Regions from separate parts of the Zea mays genome. Here region 1 is linked to region 2. The links are chromatin contacts, called in public Hi-C maps. All regions are on one chromosome and are shown on one strand. The core of a region is the stretch at or near the end of the contact, and the rest is flanking DNA. Distances in the headings are between cores, read along the strand shown. Region 1 holds the start of LOC103650050. Region 2 holds the start of LOC103650047.

What was found. Hi-C and Micro-C count contacts between places; a contact is called where the count stands out from the background.
Region 1: a Hi-C map of tassel shows a contact between it and region 2, with 2.3 times the contacts expected there. The contact joins the promoter of LOC103650050 here to the promoter of LOC103650047 in region 2. A contact is called at or near these places in 2 of 25 Hi-C or Micro-C datasets (ear and tassel).

Annotation. Positions count from the first base shown.
Region 1 is chr3:48,538,171-48,541,533 of Zm-B73-REFERENCE-NAM-5.0, forward strand. It overlaps LOC103650050, which reads left to right and starts at 1,454. Exons shown (of 2, transcript XM_008675718.4): 1 at 1,454-1,795; 2 at 1,798-2,288. The coding sequence starts at 1,754. The coding sequence ends at 2,028.
Region 2 is chr3:48,265,206-48,268,787 of Zm-B73-REFERENCE-NAM-5.0, forward strand. LOC103650047 reads right to left here and starts at 1,610. Exons shown (of 3, transcript XM_008675716.4): 1 at 901-1,610. The coding sequence starts at 1,498.

The DNA of each region.
Region 1 (3,363 bases), core at 204-2,703, 270 kb after region 2:
TATTATGACCTATCTCAATCTACATATGTAAAATACACATTATCATAATAATTTAATGTAATTAAACACCAAAACCCAACAAGGGACCTAGATGCGTTTACATATAATATAACATATAGTAACACTACATAGAGAGCACATATTTTCTATTTTACACACTTTTAAATATTGTTTTAAAACTATTTAACAAATATTAACCTAGCTAAATCTATAATTCAGCATTACATGATCCAATGAGCATGATTTTATTTACTATAACTCAAATATGTAATAGTTAGCGTACCATAAAATTTTCAATATAATTGGACCGCAGAAACTGCATCTATAAACTAATTACATAAAGCATAGATCTAATCTATTCATGTGGAGTTCAACAAGATTGAATTTTCTATGATTTAGTCTGGGTTTTTTAAAGATTTGATCAAAATAAACATAAAGAATAAGGAAACACATATAGAAAATCAGACATATGGTCACGTGCCTGATTTTCAAAGATGAGATAATTTCTATCTGATTTTATATGGGTGAAAAGGCTGACTAACTTCCACGATAGTTGAGAGAGACAAAATAATTATTTTTTGCGCTACACACGGGCTACAAAAGGACACACAACCGTAGCCCAGTTTTACGGGCCGAAAAGAGGAAAAGACAAGGGTAGTCGAGTGGGAAGGAGCCCAACAGGCCATACAAAGGCGTTCACGCAAGTTAACTCCGGAGGCCCACCACTCCCTCTTGATTTCTCCATTTAATCCGATAGGCCAAAACAATCCAAAAAAAAAACCGATATGCGAAGCCAAACCAAAACAAAACTTTGGTGTGCATGCCGGCCGTGTCCGCTCCCTCCGTCCTTGCGCCGGCACCGCCGACGGCGAGACGCGGCGTGCTACGCACGCGCTGTGGCTTGGCGGCCACCGCGACGCCCGCGTCGTCAGTATGTCCGGTTACGGGCACCTGCCGGCGCTCCCCGAGAGACCGAGCGCGTGTGCGTGTTGACAGCCTGCCTGTGTTTCGCTACAGAGAGCCGTGGCCCGTGGATCTGCAGGCCAAAGTGACGAGCAAGTACTTCGACGTAGAGGTGTACATTTGGGCTGGACCTAATGTACGGGCACGAAGCACGAAAAAAAAGTTCGGCCCAAGCACGGCACGACACGAAATTATTTCGGGCCGTGCCGGCCCGGCCCGGCCCGTTGTATACTTGTATCGGGCCGTGCTTGGGCCGACGCCGAGGCCCACAGGCGGGCACGAGCCCGGTCCGTTTAAGCAGATCCGAATTGGCCCGTTTACTGGCACGAAAGGCCCGAAATTCATAGCAGCGCACTCCTGAAATTCTCGTTGTCTGTGTGTCCACGGACGGACGGCGGGACGGGCCTAAAGCGCCGCAACCGCGCGGCCCATTTCCATTAACCTGAAACCCTACGTGCTACGTCCCTGCCCGGCCGCCGTTTTCTCCCGTGTCCCGATCCGCCGATCCCGATTCCCGACTGGCGACTCCCATCCAGCACCGGCCACCGGCATGCTCCATCCATAACCTGTGACTTTTAAGATAGGGAAAGATTAGAAGGAACGGATCGAGTAGGCAGCTTAGCTGTTTGCTTAGACTTTATAGAGACAAAACACTCCCACACCCACAGTCCACAGACTCGCACTGCACTTGTCCAATCCAGGGAGGCTGGGAAGGATCAGGGATCCATCCACCGTTCTGTCTTCTCAGGTCGACAGGAGGCCAAACCAGGTGCGCGCGTCCGTGTCGGCGATGAGTGCGGGCAGGAGCCGGGCGCGGCAGAACGCGATGCGCTCAGGGCCTCAGGGGTGGTGGTGCTGGGCGCCGTGGCCTTCGGCTACCTCTCCTTCCGCGTCGGCTTCAAGCCCTACCTCGACCAGGCTCAGGAGGCCATCGACTCCGCCCGCGACCCCGACCCTGACGCCGCCACCACCGCCGCGAGGGACGCGTCCGACGATCCCGGCGCCGGTTGCCCAGGGGGAGACCTCGGGCCGTCCAAGGACCCCGCCGTCGTACTGCGCGACTGAGGCCCGGTGCGGGCGTTTGGTTGCGCCATTTTTTATTTCGGGCCGCCCATTTAAAGCACGGCATGTTTAGTGAAATATGGGCTGGGCCGTGGGCCGGCACGGCACAGCCCGAATTTAATACTGGGCCGGGCCGGCCCGAAATTAAACGTGCCGAGTTTTTTCGGGTTTGGGCCGGGCCGGGCTGGGCGGCCCGAATGTACAACTATACTTCGACGTGGAGGCCAATGTAAGCAATCTCCTGCGGGTAAAAGCAACTCCAAGAAGGATCCTAAACTAAGGTCAATATTTTTTTAAACCGATTTAATCTATTTAGAAGTGACACAAAACGTGGTTCTCCAACAACAAGCCTCAAATATACTAACTCCGTTATCGAATATTTGTCATCCGCTAGTTTATTTTTGAATTAAACAGGAACAAATACTCGTGCTGCTAGACCAGACCCTACTGCTCACGTGGTGGACGTTTTGTATTATCATCATCATATAGTCTAATGTTCAGTATACAACAAGTGGAGACCTATAGGTTTATCTGCAAAGAATTGCAGCTTCAGACAATGTTCAAAATTAGTAGTGCCTTTTCTCTTTCTTAATGTATCATGTAAACCTCTACTACTTATTAAGTTAGCAATAGTAGTCTGCCTTTTTGTGTTCTGTCATTCTACGATCTCAGCCGTCCAGAAAAAAAATCAAATCATGGCTGCCTAGGATCGAATCTTGGATCTATTGAGCAGAATGCCTAGCCTTCCACCCTCTAACCAACATGACTCATGTTGAATTGTATACAACTTCAACTAAAACGTCTTTTGTGTTTAACCCACCGTACACTCTGTATGCTCACTGAGTCTAGAAAAACATTTATAGCTTGGTCCCTGATTTTTCTGGAATTTGGGACGCAGTCCAGGAAATAAAGAAAATAGGGAAAAGGAGTTTAGAAATTGATTTTTAGTTTAAAAATAATTGCAGAAACCCATTTAATTCATGGAAATTTCATATTAAATCTAAATGAGTTCATTCCAATTTCTATAATTCTATAATATTATTTTTATCACATACTACCTCTGTTTTGTCATGAAAACAACAATAAAATTGATTTCCTAATTAATCCTATATCAAATACATAGAAACTTTGAAAATTCGTAACTTCCTCATTTTAATTCTAAATTGAATCGTTCCAGTTGTGTTAGTCTCGTATGAATATTTACTACGCAGTAACAACATTGATTATACCACGTTTTATACTTTTATAATTAGATATTTATTTATCCTATGTTAATTGGGTTAATCCATGTCTATTGGATTAATTTATTTAATATATTAATATAGTATTCTAACTTTG
Region 2 (3,582 bases), core at 360-2,859:
GCAGGCAACCAAAAGTCAGAACAAGTCAAACAAACTTTGCTATATAAAAATCTATGGCTAATGTCAGAGCAATATTGCGAGATCAGAGTTCTCGGAACTAAAATGAATGCAAGCTTCAAGGAAATCAAATACATAAATCCTATTCATGAGAAATTCTAAGCTGTGAATCTCCAACATTTTAACTGAGACACAAGATGACACCAGAGATTATAGACTAGAGCACCATGGCATGTTATCGTCATATTTTAACCTACCCTACTTAGACCGTGCCCAGCAGTTCACTCATATGGTCACCAAAAACACTGTTTTGCATTGTAGACTGTACTGTTTACAGAGTGGAATTTGAATATAAGTATAGAGATGAGTAAGCTGCTGGAGATAGCCTTATTTGTGTTTTGTGTTTCAAGTTCCAGTGACAGAAGCTCTTATGCAGAAATGATAATTAACTTAGGGCATGTTTGGTTCGTGGCTAACTACGACAAACTTTGCCTAAGGTTAGTCGTTCAAATTGAAGAACTAACCTTAGGCAGAAAAGTTAGGCAAAGTGTGGCAAGTTAGACAAGGAACCAAACATGCCCTTAGTAAATTATAAGCACAGAGATCCACTATACACACACAACCTCCTCAATCTGGCATGAGAGCAAAAAACAGAGTCAATCTTATAACTAACCCCAATGAATAGGACACATATCACAGTGATGTGATGAGGCAAACAAAAAAACTAGCTATGATGCTTAATAGCAGCTTCATCTCAACGAACTACAGAAAAAAGAGACCATTAACCACGCCAGGTCCTACGTAAGAATAACAGTCTGCATTTCGCACCCTTTCTTTGCAACCAAGAGATGAGACTAAACAAGCATTCATGATGCAGTGCAGTGTTATTAAGTAACATCTCACCTGCGACGAACCGAGGGCGCTGGAGCGACGCGCCGAACAGGTAGGGGCTGTAGTTCTCGCGGTCGTAGTAGTACCTCAGGACCAGCCGCTTCAGGAACTTGTAGTAGAGCGGCGAGACCTGGAGGTCGTCCTCGACGACGAAGGCGAACTCGTCGTCGGAGCCAGGCCACCATGCCTCTATCCACTGCGCCTGGAGCCCCGCGTTGGAGGCGCGGTAGTGCACGCGCTTCTCTCCGTGCGGCCACGGGAACGCATCGACGAAGTCAAGGATCTCGTGCGACGTGGCGAGGGGGGGCAACGAGGAGTTGGGCGGGCGGTGGTCGAGGAGGACGTGGAGCGCGACGCGGTCCCCATCGTAGTCAGCTGCGGCGAGAGAGCGGAGGCAGCGGCGAAACGCGGCCGGCCGGTCGTAGGCGAGGAGCTTGATGAGGAGGGAGAAGCGGCGGGGATCAGAGCTGGGGCCGGAGCCAGAGCCTGCGGTGTGGAGAAGCGGGGCGGTAGAATGAGAGGAGCGGTGGAAGAGGAGGACTAGGAAGAGGGGGGCAGGGATGAAGATGAGGAAGCGGAGTGGGAGGGAGCGGCGGCGAGGAGACGCCATTGGTGGGGGTGGGGGGAGTGAAGGAGGGGACCGAGGAAGTGCAACGGGACTGGAGAGGGAGGAGGAGGCGGATCGACGGAGTTGGGGAGGAAGACAGGAGAGCAACTGTTGAGGCCCATAAACTTAACTCCGGAGGAAGACAGGAGAGCAACTGTTGAGGCCCATAAACTTTCTTGAGCGGATAGTGGGCTTGAGGCCAGCGAATCTATAACTATAGCACTATAAACTTTACAAAACTCGCTCAATCCAATCATTTTTACACCTCCATTAAAAATCAACAAACATATTATACCCAAACTTAACATACAATCAAAATCAACGCTCAGATCGCTAAATAACTCTCTCTTGCTCACTCAAATCTAGTGAACGGTATTATTTGAATTATCATTTCCCTCCCCCTCCCTCCTCCGCAATCCTGCAGCTCTAGCCTCCCCCTCCCTCGTGTCCCGTAGCCTCCTCCCCCTCACTTATGTCGTCGTCGTTATAGTCGTCAACCTCTTCTCTCGCACCGTCATCGTTAACATCTCCTCTCTTCTCACCTCCGCAGAATCGTAGTGTTAGCACGGACTATATGCTAATGTGTACTAATATGAACTTAATTGGAATTGATTATCTACTGTGATTTTCGGACAACGGAGAAGATGTTGGAGCAATCCTAATAATTATTTCCTTCCATATATTCTCTAACTCTCTACTATGTCTATGTGAAAATAAATTGCATTTCCTTGCAAATTAAATAATTATCTACAATACTATTTTAGGCCTTGCTATGTACCTGGTGTTGTCACTTGCTCTCAGTCGCAAGGAGGTCAACAAGGGTGAACAGTGATGATAACAGGGTTACGTGCTAGAAGGCAATAGCTCTGTTAATCTGGCCCCTCACGGGCACTGTGCGGGGGTATTTATAGGTACCTGAGCGCCCAGCGCCTTGTGCTAAGGACGCATGTGCCCTCAGCTACCTAGGTTATCCCCAGAATATTCCCATAAAGCGGGGTTACAGACTGTAATTACAGGGATGCCTTTACAAATTAGGCTCGTAACGCGCGGCGGCCACGCAGGGCCCGTTACGATGGGCCGGATCACACGTGGGCCTCTGAGCTGGACGAGGCTGCACTGTGGGATGACGTCGTCGCCGGTCTTCGTCTGGTGCCGATCAAGCGAAGGGTGTCCCTGCCTGTTTTGTCTCTGCCAGACCAGCGGCTGCAGCGAAGGCTTCGAGCGAAGGGTGGCGTCTTTGCCTTCGCCCCAACATTTGCCCTCCGAGGGACCAGTTCGACAAAGTCATCTGGTGCCGAAGACGTCGCTAGATGGCGGAGACGCTGCCCTCGCTCGAAGTGGTTCCGCGGGGGTTTTTGATGTGACCGTTGATTGACGGCGTACTGTTGGATTGCGGGTTTCCCGAAGCGCCGCGCCCTGTTGGATTGCGGGTTTCCCGAAGAGCCGCGCGCCGCCTATAAAAGGGAGCGGGGGTCGGTGCTTTTTGAACTTCACTTTCCGCGCTCCGCGAAAACCCTAGTCGCCCGCCGTCTTGCTGCTCGTCTGCCCGCCGTGCTCTTGTTCGCCAGAGATCTGGCTCGGGTGAGGCAGACCGCCCGCCGCCGCCGACGGTACGTAGCGATGCCGACCTCCTCTTCTTCCGCTGCCGCTACGCCGCCGGTCGATCCCTCGCCGCCGGCCGCCGCCTCGTCTGAGGAGACGCTGAGTAGTTCGATGGAGGAGGAGTTGCGCGCCGGCGATTCTGTTGATTTTGGCGTGTCGCGGATGTCGTCGGTCCGCGTGCAAGATATGCAGCGGTTGGGTTACTTCGGCGGCGGAGTTTCTCGTGTCCCGGGGATGGAGGAAGTCCCCGAGCCGGAGGGCGAGTTGGTTGTTTTCGAGGCGTTCTTCGCCGCCGGTCTCCGCTTGCCTGCGCACCGATTTGTTGACGAAGTCCTGCGCAGGTTCAATGTTCAGATACATCAGCTGACACCGAATGCCGTGGTGGCTCTGTCGAAGTATGTCTGGGCGACGACTTCGTACGGCGGACAGCCATCGGTCGAAGTTTTTGCGAAGTATTATTGTTTGCACTGGCATAAGAGGATGAT